Regions from separate parts of the Muntiacus reevesi genome. Here region 2 is linked to region 1. A link is a contact called in public Hi-C data. All regions are on one chromosome and are shown on one strand. The core of a region is the stretch at or near the end of the contact, and the rest is flanking DNA. Distances in the headings are between cores, read along the strand shown. Region 1 holds the start of FEN1 (flap structure-specific endonuclease 1). Region 2 holds the start of INCENP (inner centromere protein).

Region 1 (5,819 bases), core at 1,367-3,866:
GGGACCATGATGGCAGAACTGCCCCCTGAACGACACGCAAATCCCAGTTACACAAAGGTGAGACAAGACAGATAAAAAGGCAACCAAATGTCTAAGGTGGTAAACAAACTTAGGAGTATCTGTCTTCTTGCCAATTCATGAACACCACATTCGTTCCTCCTTTGGATCTTTATTCCCAACTCACTCCTCCAGCTTACCTCCTCTCAGCAGCTCTGAGGGTTAGTTCTGTGTCAGTTTGTCAAGGCCACAATATCCAATTATTTAATCAAACATTAATGCAGGTGTTGCTGTGAAGGTATTTTGTGGGTGTGGTTAACATCTATATCAGCTGATTTTAAGAAAAGGAGACTTCATTCCACAATGTGGCAAAGTGAAAGTGTTAGTCACTCGGTCGTGTCTGTGTCTCTTTGCAACACAATGGACAGTACCCCACCAGGCTCCTGTGTCCATGGCATTCTCCAGGCAAGAACACTGGAGTGGGTAGCCATTCCCTTCTCCAGGGGATCTTCCCGACCCAGGGATCAAGCCTGGGTCTCCTGCACTGCAGGCAGATTCTTTACCATCTGAGCCACCAGGGAAGCCCACAATGTGGGAGGGCCTCATCAAACTGAAAGGCCGTTAAGCACAAAAACGGGTCTCACAAAGAAATCCTGCCTCAAGACCAGTCATCAACTCCTACCAGAGTCTCCAGCCTGCCGACCTGACCTACAATTTTCAACTTTCCAACACCTACAATCATCTGAACCAATTCCTTAAAGTCAGCCTTCCCATATATCCATATTCTAGATCCTGTTTGTTCTGCTTCTCTGGGCGACATAGCAGTTTTGAAGAACTGGCAGGAATAACATCTGTGTGAGAGTAATGCGGTTTTCACACTTCTCTAATCTCTTTTCAGCATCCCCTCAGCATGTCAAAGAGTTTCTACTTCTGTCATGATGTTGTTTTAAGTCTTTCCCTTTGTATTTTCTCTCCACCAGTAAGTCTGAAATGTGAACTCCACAGCCTCTTCTCTACCCTGAGTTCTGATCCAGTGATGCTATAGTCACTGAGCCCAGTACCACAGTTCTGTGGTTTAGACTCCTTAGGACAGTATTTTCCAAACTTCAGTCAGGCCTAAACTACCCTCACAATTCTGTGCAACTTCCCATGAAAACCTACACTTAAAATTTTCTTTATATGGATACCATTTTCTAAAAACTAAATTGGAAAAGAGAATTCATCTTAAGCAATAATATCTGTGCTTTATCAGTTATATTTTACTACATGCTAAATGCATAAGTATTCAAAAAGATTCGGGGGAACTTCTCTGGAGGTCCAATGGTTAAGACTTTGTGCTCCCAATGCAGAGGACATAGGCTTGATCCCTGCTTGGGGAATTAAAATCCCACATGTACCACAGCCGCCAAAAAATTTTTTTCAAAAAGGGATTTTGGGGGTCATCATGTATCCATTGGTGGTGTGTCCAACACGCTGGACAGCCTGGGAATCCAAGACAAAAACTGGGATGAAACTGCCCTGTCTCACTTCTGTTCGGCTGTACGCTCCTCCCACCGTTCTGCAGCCCTTTTCTATCTCGTTTTAGTTCCTCTGTGAATGGCAGTGGCCTTGAATCTAGGCACCATTATTTACTACCTGGATAATAGTGATCACTAAGTCACTTAGCGTGTGACATTACTAAGCCATTTAGGATTGGTTTTCTCATCTACCAAGTAAGATGATAACCATGCCTGCCTTGCAGAATTACTGCCAGGGTTAAGTGAGATATCAGACGAAAACTGACAAACACTAGGTGCTCGCAAACGTTCCCCCGGCAGAACCCACTCGATCCTTTGGTTCGTGCCTCAAGTTACCGGCTTTGCTAGAACGAGGGCAGACATCCTCCCACTGCGTCCCACAAAGGCAGTGATATGAACAAGTGCAGGTCAACAAAGTGTCTCCTCCAGGAGCTCGGTCACAATACACAACGACCTTATGAGGTGGGAGTTATCATCCTCTTTCTACAAATGATTAAAGAGGCTCAGAGGTTAAGGGGCTGGCCCCGGACTCATAGCGGGAAAGTGGCGGGCCCGTCTGAATCCCGCGCTCGCTTCTCCCCGCGCGCGGCAGCCGCCCGCCTCCCCCAACACCCGGCGCAAAACGGGCCCGACGCTCTCAGAGACGCTTCCCGAGGGTCTCACCTGGCCTCTGGGGTGCTCCCGGGTGACCCAGAACAGAACTCAGCCCGACTCCCGGCTCTGCCCCGAAGCCTCCTCAGCACCAGTCTCTGGTACCCTCTCTCTTCACCGCCTTCCAAAGCCCGCGCTCGCGTCACGTGACTGCCGCGGCGCACAGCCTCCTGGGAAGTGTAGTACAGGCCCCAGGCCCCTCGGCCAGCTTCTCTCACAGCAATCAGTCCCGCCAGGGCGGACGGACCTGCTCTGCGACCTGACACTACCCTTCTCCACTGCTTGCCGCTACTCCACCCCGGGCTCCCGAAGGCCCCAGATCCCGCCACACCCGAAACCATGGGACTACAAGTCCCACAGAGTCACCCGCGTGGCTGCATTTCCTCTTCCGGTTGAACAGCGCGCCTGCTCCTGCCGACGTGTTCTTCCGGTGGCGGAGTGGCGGATTACCCTGTGCCCGGCAAAATGGTGAGAGGGTTGAGGGGAGTTCCGGACGGGGCTCTGGGGAACCCCGAGTTCCGTCCTGTGCCTGTTTCTCTCACAGAGGCGTCAGGTGCCCGAGATCTAGAGGGCGGGAGGACCCTGGATCCTTCGATTTGGACTGAGGGGCGGGGAAGGGGCTGACTTCTTAGGTAAGGTTTTGATCTCAGTGGGCTTCTGATCTCGCAATTTATAAGGATGAGGAGCGTGAGTGCATTTTTTAATACCTTCCAGCATTTAGCTCTGTTACCTGTGGTCAAACTGTTACCTCTATCTGACAAGTTTTTCCCTGCTGCGGAACTCGTACTCATACTACCCAGACCTGGGCAAAAGTCACCTTCTTGGTGAAGCACTTCCAGCTGTCTCGGGCACTTGTCCGCTCTGTCCTGGGAGCCCCCACAACCTGTGTACAGCCCTCTTGCCACGTGTCATGACTTCTTTGTTATCTGCCACGCCTCCTAGTGACCACCATCTGACGTGCCTCTAACCCTGGGATGATGTCTATTCATCTTTGTATTCCCAGTGCCAAACACAGGGCCTGCAATTGGAGGCTCAGTCAATGGCAGCTATTGTCTTTATCGTTTATGGGGGGGCATAAATGTTTACTGATTTGAATTCCAGTGTCTCTTAGAACAATGGGCTCAGTTTACTTGTCTAGAGTTGTTATGTTCTGGATTTAAACATTGGCTGGTGGGTGACAATGGAAATTAACATTTGTACGGAACTTTACTTTTACAGCCCTCTTTCACAAGCATTAGCTCATGATCTTCCCTATAACCTTGGGAAGGAAACAAACACCTATTGAGCAACAACTCTATGCCAGGCAGTGAGTTAGATGCTGTGACGTTTGTCTTAAATCATACATCAACCTTGTGAGAGAGATATTATAATCACTTACTGAGATTCCTGGTATTTAGTAGAGTCAGAATTTTGACTTATGTCTTTTGTTTGCAGATCCCGAGATTCCTTAATTGTGTAGTGGGAAGAATAGAGAATTAGAAGTTGAGGCAGACTCTGGACCAGTTCAGAGTCTGCCTTTCAGTCAGGATTCTGAGCTTGGTGTCTACAGACATGGTTCCATAAAGCTCCTAAAATCATAAGCAGACTTTTTCTTTTAAAAAAAAGCACTTTATTTTGTCTTGGGGTGTAACCAATTAAAGAAAAATGTTATGATAGTTTCAGGTGAACAGTGAAGGGACTCACCCCTCCCACAAACTTCTTCTTGTGTGTGATTTGTCCCAGGCAAAGAGTCCAGACCTTTCATCATGTTTTTTTTGTTTGTTTTTTTTTTCCCCATGATGATCAGTGGCCTCAGAAAATGTTAAGGACCAGACTTCCCTGGCAGTTGAGTGGTTAAGACTCTACACTTTCAATGCAGGAAATGCAGGTTCGATTCCCTGGTCAGGGAACTAAAATCCCACAAGCTGCATAGTGCAGCCAAAAAAAACATGTTAAGGACTATTGATCTGTAGCTAATCAGTCCCGTTGTGTGTCTCAGCCTCTGACTCTTAGCTGCCCTTCTCATCTCCTACTGAAAAGACAAAGCGCCACCTTAGTTTAAGATGCCATCATAATCGTTGTCATTCCCAGAAGGTATCATTTGACAGTGGTTCTGTCAAAGGAACCGGGAAGGATGTCCCTGTCTCTCAGGCTGAATTAAGCTTCTTGCAGTCACAGCAGCACAAGGCTCTGATAACCCCATAGTCCTCCGAGGTTGAAGTCTTGGGATCCTTCAGTGGCTCTGATATCATGCCTTCCCCTAGGAACTTGAGGCCATGAGCAGATACACCAGCCCCGTGAACCCGGCTGTCTTTCCCCACCTGACCGTGGTGCTGCTGGCCATTGGCATGTTCTTCACCGCCTGGTTCTTCGTGTATCCTTCGAATGAGCAGCCAGTGGGCCAGAGTTAGTGATGTGGGAACTGGAGGGAGGAACTACACTGGGTACAGGCACCCAGCCAGTTTTGTTCTGGCGTGGGGAAGCAGGACAGTCAGGAGGTTAAGGGGTAAGGGCCATTGCCATCCAAAGTCAGGTTGTGGCCTTATTTTCCAAGTTCAGGTGAGCTCAGTTGCTCTTCAGGCTTCATGGTAAGCAGAGGGCCTGGCTGGACTGGAGGCTGGGCACGGGACCTGAAGTTGAGAAGTGTTATAAGGAGTGATATACTCAGGTGTCAGGAGATCAGAGGGCTAGTCCCAGCTTTGCTGCTCATTAGCTATGTGACCTTGGATGGTTGAAGGGTGTTGTGGAATCCGGAGTCACAAAGCACACCTCAGAGGACACTCAAGACAGCGGAGTACAGTTTATTACGCCAGCGGGTCCAAGGGGAATCAGTTCCCAACAAGGCCCCTGATGTTTCTGAGAGGCCCAGCTTTATACTCCCCACTACTTGACTGGTTACATATTAGCAGTCCCTTTGTTGTGTATGATTTGAGTTTCACAACAAGTAAGTGCTAGGAGAACAAACAATTAAGGTTGCAGGGGTGGGGGTGGGGGGCGGCGAACAATGATTATACATCAAGGGGGAATGTCTCCATGGTTAATCTAACAGGGGCTGCCCAACCTCAGTCTCCATTTGCCATCCGTAGAGAGGGAAGTCTCCAGACCTGGTTTTCACTTAGCAGTGGTTTCCTCACTCTTGGGCAGGGTTCACATCCGTCTTTAGGATGGATGACAGGCTTCAAGATGGAGTCTTTCTTGCTTTCTTCACACTGGCCCCAACAGTAGGAGCGCCAGGGTCTAGGTCATCTCTTGGACCCCTCTGCCCAGCTGCACGGAGCCAGACCAGCCTCCTGGAAAGCCCTCAGTGCAAACCTTTCTCCCAGAGATGCCCTGGCCAGGTTCCCTGCCCTGCATGGTCCACACCTTTGCTTCTCCTTAATTGCCCGGCCAGTTATGAGGTCACGTCCACCAAGTACACCCGGGACATCTACAAAGAGCTCCTCATCTCCCTGGTGGCTTCTCTCTTCATGGGCTTTGGAGTCCTCTTCCTGCTGCTCTGGGTCGGCATCTACATATGAGCTCCCAAGGGTGAGAGCGGTGACAGGGTGGGATGCTGGAGAAACCTCCCCACACCCACATCAGGGTCCTCAGGCCCGCGTGCCCCCTTGGCTGATGGAGACAGACTGGGCAGAAAGGACAGGGACGCCGGACACATGGGCATCTTTCCCTGTCCCC
Region 2 (5,819 bases), core at 1,771-4,270, 390 kb before region 1:
TCGGACACGACTGAGTGACTAACACTTGAGGTACACACAAGCTAACCCCAGGTGTCCGGCCAACGAACATCGAATCCAACTGCCTCTTACGGATGCTAGTAACTGACAGGAAATCTGCATTCCAAAGGAGTGGGTAAGAAAGTGGTGGTCCAGAGACAGGTTCTTCTCTAAGGGGCCTCTACAACTCTCTCCCTTGAGCTGAAACGCCTTCGGATGGATGAGGGAGCATGAGGGGAGCAGATAAGCAATGTTTTATTTTTTAGAAAACAGTCTAGAAATATCAGGTAGTTTATCAGGTGGTATAAAATACAAAATTAGTTTTCCCTTAATTTTTTAAAAATAATTTTTATTGAAGCATAGGTGATTTGCAGTGTTGTGTTAGTTTCAGATGCATGGCAAAATGATTCAGTTTACAGATACATATATATCTATTCTTTTTCATTACAGGTTATTAAAAGATACTGAGAAGAGTTCCCTGGGCTATACAGTAGGTTCTTGTTGGTTATCTATTTTGTATATCATAGTGTGTATATTTTAATCCCAAGCTCCTAATTTATCTCTTCCCTCCTTTCCCCTTTGGTAACCATAAGCTTGCTTACTATGTCTTAATTTCTTAAAAAACTAGCAACTCAAACAAACAAAACCAAACAACTAGAAACTCGGATATTCTCCTCAAATTCAGTTATAAAATTATCACCAAAGCCCCAGGCAAGGAAGAAGTGTTCTATTCTGGTTCACAGCAGGGGCTCAATAAATATCCCGACTAGGGCAATGAAAGAACGAATTAACGGGTGACAGTCACAAACCATAATAACAGATTGCATGTCTCATGCCATGGCAGTGACCCACCACTCTGATCGACACCTTCAAAACCAAGAACCACACACAGCTCAGCCTCTACCTAAGACAGGAGGTTCTGCAAGGAGGGGCTAAGTCACTGACCTCTATAAATGGCTTAACGCCAGGTGCTGTTGCAGCCTCATTCGACTGACTTCCTGGGGCCTGATTTCCAAGGCACACTAGCCTCTGTTCCTCGAGTAAGCTCTGCCCTCTGCCTGGAACCTTCTGTCTCCTATTTGGTACAGCTCACTCCTCAGCACCTGACTCTCAGCAACGCAGGGAGGACCTGACCACCAGCCACCATCCTATCCATCAATTTCAATACTCTGCACAACACTCAGGTGACGATGTATCTGCTTGCTGACTGCCTGTCTCTGCCCACTAAGCATTTGTTCCCTGAGGGCAAGCCCTGGTCTGTCTTGCTTGTAGCTTTGAAGCCCAGAGCTTGGCAGAGTGCCTGGCACAAAAGGAATACTTGTTGAATGAATAGATCCATCTACCAACTGTACACCTAGAAATAAACATTCTCTAACTCCCTGCCCCAAGACACACACACACACACACACACAGACACCAAATGAGGGCATTCTACACAGGTTAGAGCACACCTTCCTCATCCAAAGCCCTACTCCGAGGAGCCAAGAGCAGCACCCATCAGGGTAGGACCAGCTGGGCAGGATCGCAGAAGCTTTGGGCAGAGACAGGTGTGGATTCCAGTCACAGCACAGCCTTCTGGCTGCCCTCTGACTCCCCCCAGTCCCTGTGTCCCAGCACTCAGCCCTGGTTAACGACAGGAATCCAGTTTGAGGCTAGGAAAGAGAGACCTGTTTAAGGAACACAAAACACTTTGTGCTATGGAAAGCAACAACTTGCTCTTTTATTTAAAAAAGTATTTGTTCAAAATGGCAAAGTAGGTGTGGGCTTCTTATACAAAGTGCAAAAAGGCGTTTGAGCTTCTTCCATAAAAAGTTTGTTTTCAGCAGCCTCAGCCGATTTTATTTATTTTTTTTTCAGCAGCCTCAGCCTATTTTATTTTTTTAAATTTATTTATTTCTTTGCCTTAGCCTATTTTAAAACGGTCACTGTCATTAGATCAGAGAGGACCCTCAGAAAGGAGTGTTAAGAATAAGGGTCCCATGGAAAAGCAGCAAAAATCTCTTTAGCCCCCTGTAAGAACCTGGATACAAACCCAAAGTACCTTACCTCCCACCAAGGGTGAAGGAGACTCATCTTCCTCTCCCAATACTTTTCTCACGTCATACACCAGACTAGAGCCCCACGGCCCTCCTTCACAATGCCTGTTCTTTTGAGGGTGCGGGAAGTCCACCAGCTAACCCTGACCACACCTCAGTGAAGGAGGGTCGTAATAGCTGCTTTCTTTAAAGAGACCTGCTCCATGCTCGGGTGGAGCATCATCTCATCTCATTCTCGCCACAACCTCAAGGAGATCCTAGCGCAGATGAGCAAATTGAGGGAGACTGAAGTTAAGTCCAGGTCTTCCGGCAAGTCAGGGGCGGGGCCCTGATTTAAACTGTGCTCTTAACCTCAAGCTTTGCCGCCTACTCCATTTCAACTTCGGAAAGGTAGGCGGCAAGTTCTGACTGGGCGCCCCAGAGAAGGCCACTGTCAGTAAACGGGCCTGGGGAGTGACAAGGCAGCAGTGGCCTCCGGAAATGGGTCAATTTAAAACGTTGCTCAGTCGATAAGGGATGTGGTGAGCGAGGGTTAACTGTACAGAAATGCCATCTGGTGAAATGCCATCTGGTATAATGCCGCCACACAACCGGGTCGGTGGGTGCTTCCTGCGCGTCCAGGTCAACAAAAGGCACCTGGATGGGGAGGGGACGGGGTTATTCTCTTGGACGCGGCGGGGTGGGGTCATCTTGGGCCCCAGGACCAAGGCAGGGCACCTCGTCACTTGAAAGAGGTGACCCATCCCCTGCAAGCCGCAACGGGCGATAGAGGAGGTCATGCTCCCCGGTATCGGGCTGGCGGAGGAATAACAAACTGCTAACGACCCCCCAGCCGGCCGCCCGCGCACACTCACTCGACTGCACCGCGTCTCCTTAAGTGCTGCTCCGATCCAAGTCCGGCGACCTTCCCAACACAAATCCCAGCCTGCCCAGGCCCCACGGCTCCCGGCCTCCGAGGCTTACGGCTGCAGTGAAGCAACGGGGCGGTACAGCGCGGGCCAAACCTACGATTTTCAAAACTGAAGACTCGACCAATCCCCGTCAAGTTTGTCTGGGCGGCTGCAAAACTCTAAGCCAATCAAGTAAAAGGGAGCACCAGTCAGGCCATCGATTGGCTCTGCGGATTGGCAGTCTGCGGGACTAAGAGGAGGGGCGAGGAAGCGTTGAAACTTTAACCTGTACAGCTTCCGGGAACAGCGGCGCGCGGCCTAGAGAGGCGATCACCGGAGGTGGGGGTTGCGCGCGCAAGGCCTCACACGCCAGAACTACAAGTCCCAGCGTGCATTGCGAGTGCCCTGAGGGACCTGGGAGATAGGTGAGGCCTTAGTTGTGGATCGTCCTCTTTTCGGGAGTCTACACTTTGCTATTTCTTCACCCAACTCTGTCCTCAATACGGGACGACCTCTGCCACTTTACAGAAATAATATAGACGATGATGTTTCTTAATGATTTCAACTTAAAATTACAAAGCAAAACAGCAAAATTTATAATACAGCGAAATTATTTCCATAACAATTAACATTGTCTGAGCCACAAGTAAAGCCACTTTGCTTATATGCTTTCCATGCTGTCAAAGGTTAAAGTAAGAATCCAGATTTCCATTTCCACACAAATTTTCAACCTCAAACTGCAGTTCCAGCATACTTTTTCAGACTTTGATGCAAATGCAGAGGAAATTTCCATTATTTCATAATCAACTTAACTCTGTTATTCAGGACTTTCCACTTAATCTCCAACTGGAATTCATTAATCTGCAATGCGATGACCTGCTAAAAGCAGATATCAAGAGAAGAAGCTAACAATTCTACACATACCTTTCTGGTGATAGTTAAGTTACCAAGGCGTGTTGGACTCTCCTGAGACTCTATGGGCTATAGCCGACCCTGTGGACTGTAGCTCACCAGGCTCCTCTGTCCATGGGATTCTCCAGGCAGGAATACTGGAGTGGGTTGCCATTTCCTTCTCCAGGGGACAGTCCCAACCCAGTGATTGAACCCTGGTCCACCAGCATTGCAGGCAGATTTCTTACTGATTGAGCCACTCAGTTCAGTTCAGTTCAGTCGCTCAGTTGTGTCCGACTCTTTGCGATCCATGGACTGCAGCACGCCAGGCCTCCCTGTCCATCACCAACTCCCAGAGTTTACCCAAACTCATGTCCATTAAGTCGGTGATACCATCCAGCCATCTCATCCTCTGTTGTCCCCTTCTCCTCCTACCCCCAATCCCTCCCAGCATCAGGGTCTTTTCAAATGAGTCAGCCTTTCACATCAGGTGGTCAAAGTATTGGAGTTTCAGCTTCAACATCAGTCCTTCCAATGAACACCCAGGGCTGATCTCCTTTAGGATGGACTGGTTGGATCTCCTTGCAGTCCAAGGGACTCTCAAGAGTCTCCTCCAACACTACAGTTCAAAAGCATCAATTCTTCAGAGCTCAGCTTTCTATATAGTCCAACTCTCACATCCATACATGACCACTGGAAAAACTATAGCCTTGACTAGACAGACCTTTGTTGACAAAGTAATGTCTCTGCTTTTTAATATACTGTCTAGGTTGGTCATAACTTTCCTTTCAAGGAGCAAGCATCTTTTAATTTCATGGCTGCAGTCACCATCTGCAGTAATTTTGGAGACCAAAAAAATGAAGTCAGCCACTGTTTCCCCATCTACTTGCCAGGAAGTGATAGGACCAGATGTCATGATCTTAGTTTTCTGAATGTTGAGCCTTTTTTTTTTTTTTTTTGAACCACGGCCCCCAGGGGCCTGTTTTTTTATTGAAAATACAGCCAGGGGGAGGTGCGATGGATGAACCTCAGCCCGGCCATCAGCGAAGGCAGGCAGGTGGCCTCGAAGACTCATGGGAGGGACCGTCAGCTGAAGGAGGGGGCCACGCCCCCACGTGGATGGGCTGCAGCTGGCAGGAAAGGCCAGCTCTGACCTCTAGCATAGTCCTGGTAGAAAAACAAGACGTTTCCCACAAGCAGCAGCTTCTGTGGGAGCCTGCAGGCCACCGGGAGGCCAGGTCATTTCAGAGTGACCGCGTTCTACCATGGAGGAGGTAACTCGTCTTCTCCTCTGAAGAGTTCCTGGTCGAGGAGTCAGGAGAGAGAGGCAGGCCCTTCGGGGTGCAGGACCCAGAAGACCCAGGGCCCTTGCCCTCGCTGGGGTCCACGGGGCCCAGGCGCCCCCGAGCTGCCCGCTGGGAGAGCAGCTGCAGCACCTGCCGGGCACGCTGGGTCCCCCCGGGCGGCAGGGCGCAGGCGCCCGCCTGGTCCAGCTCCCGCATCAGGGCCTCCGCCTTCTGCACCGTCAGCTCGCGGGCGCGGCCCCTGAGCCCCTCCAGGTAGGCCAGCAGGGCGGGGAAGTGCTCGTCAGGGACCTGGAAGGGGCGGGAAGGTGGTCAGGGTTGGTGGGTGGTGCTCGGAGACAGCGGGTGTCCAGGGCTCACCCCGAGGAGCTGCTCCCAGACGGCACCCCCGGCCCCCGCACAGGCTCTCCTTATGCTCCAGGGGCTGGCAGAAGTCGGCCCTCCTGAAACGCCGCGAACAGTAGGCAGATCGTTTTTAGAGAGAAGTCTCTTGGGACAAAGAGAATCCATGAAGAGGTGACAGTGTTCTGGGTCAGAGATGGATGAGAATGCCGGGTCTCAAGAAGGGGAAGCTCAGGCTGAGACCCGGGAGTCCTGCTCAGCCCCTCCCGACCCCCAGACCCTCCTTCCGGGCTGGCTGCGCAGCCCTCCCAGAAGCAGGAGCAAGGGCGGGGCTGAAACAGGGGCTGGGGTCCAAGTCA

What was found. A called contact is a pair of places that touch in the nucleus more often than the background predicts.
Region 2: a contact with region 1 is called in a Hi-C map of muscle, with 4 times the contacts expected there. The contact joins the promoter of INCENP here to the promoter of FEN1 in region 1. A contact is called at or near these places in 2 of 3 Hi-C or Micro-C datasets (blood and muscle).

Annotation. Positions count from the first base shown.
Region 1 is chr5:38,189,875-38,195,693 of mMunRee1.1, reverse strand. It overlaps FEN1 (flap structure-specific endonuclease 1), which reads right to left and starts at 2,616. Exons shown (of 2, transcript XM_065937470.1): 1 at 2,178-2,616. The coding sequence starts at 2,506. TMEM258 (transmembrane protein 258) reads left to right here and starts at 2,520. Exons shown (of 4, transcript XM_065937476.1): 1 at 2,520-2,633; 2 at 4,409-4,518; 3 at 5,536-5,672. The coding sequence starts at 2,631. The coding sequence ends at 5,662.
Region 2 is chr5:38,583,052-38,588,870 of mMunRee1.1, reverse strand. INCENP (inner centromere protein) reads right to left here and starts at 3,020. Exons shown (of 18, transcript XM_065937488.1): 1 at 2,888-3,020. It overlaps LOC136168935, which reads right to left. Exons shown (of 2, transcript XM_065936679.1): 2 at 4,827-5,409. The coding sequence ends at 5,059.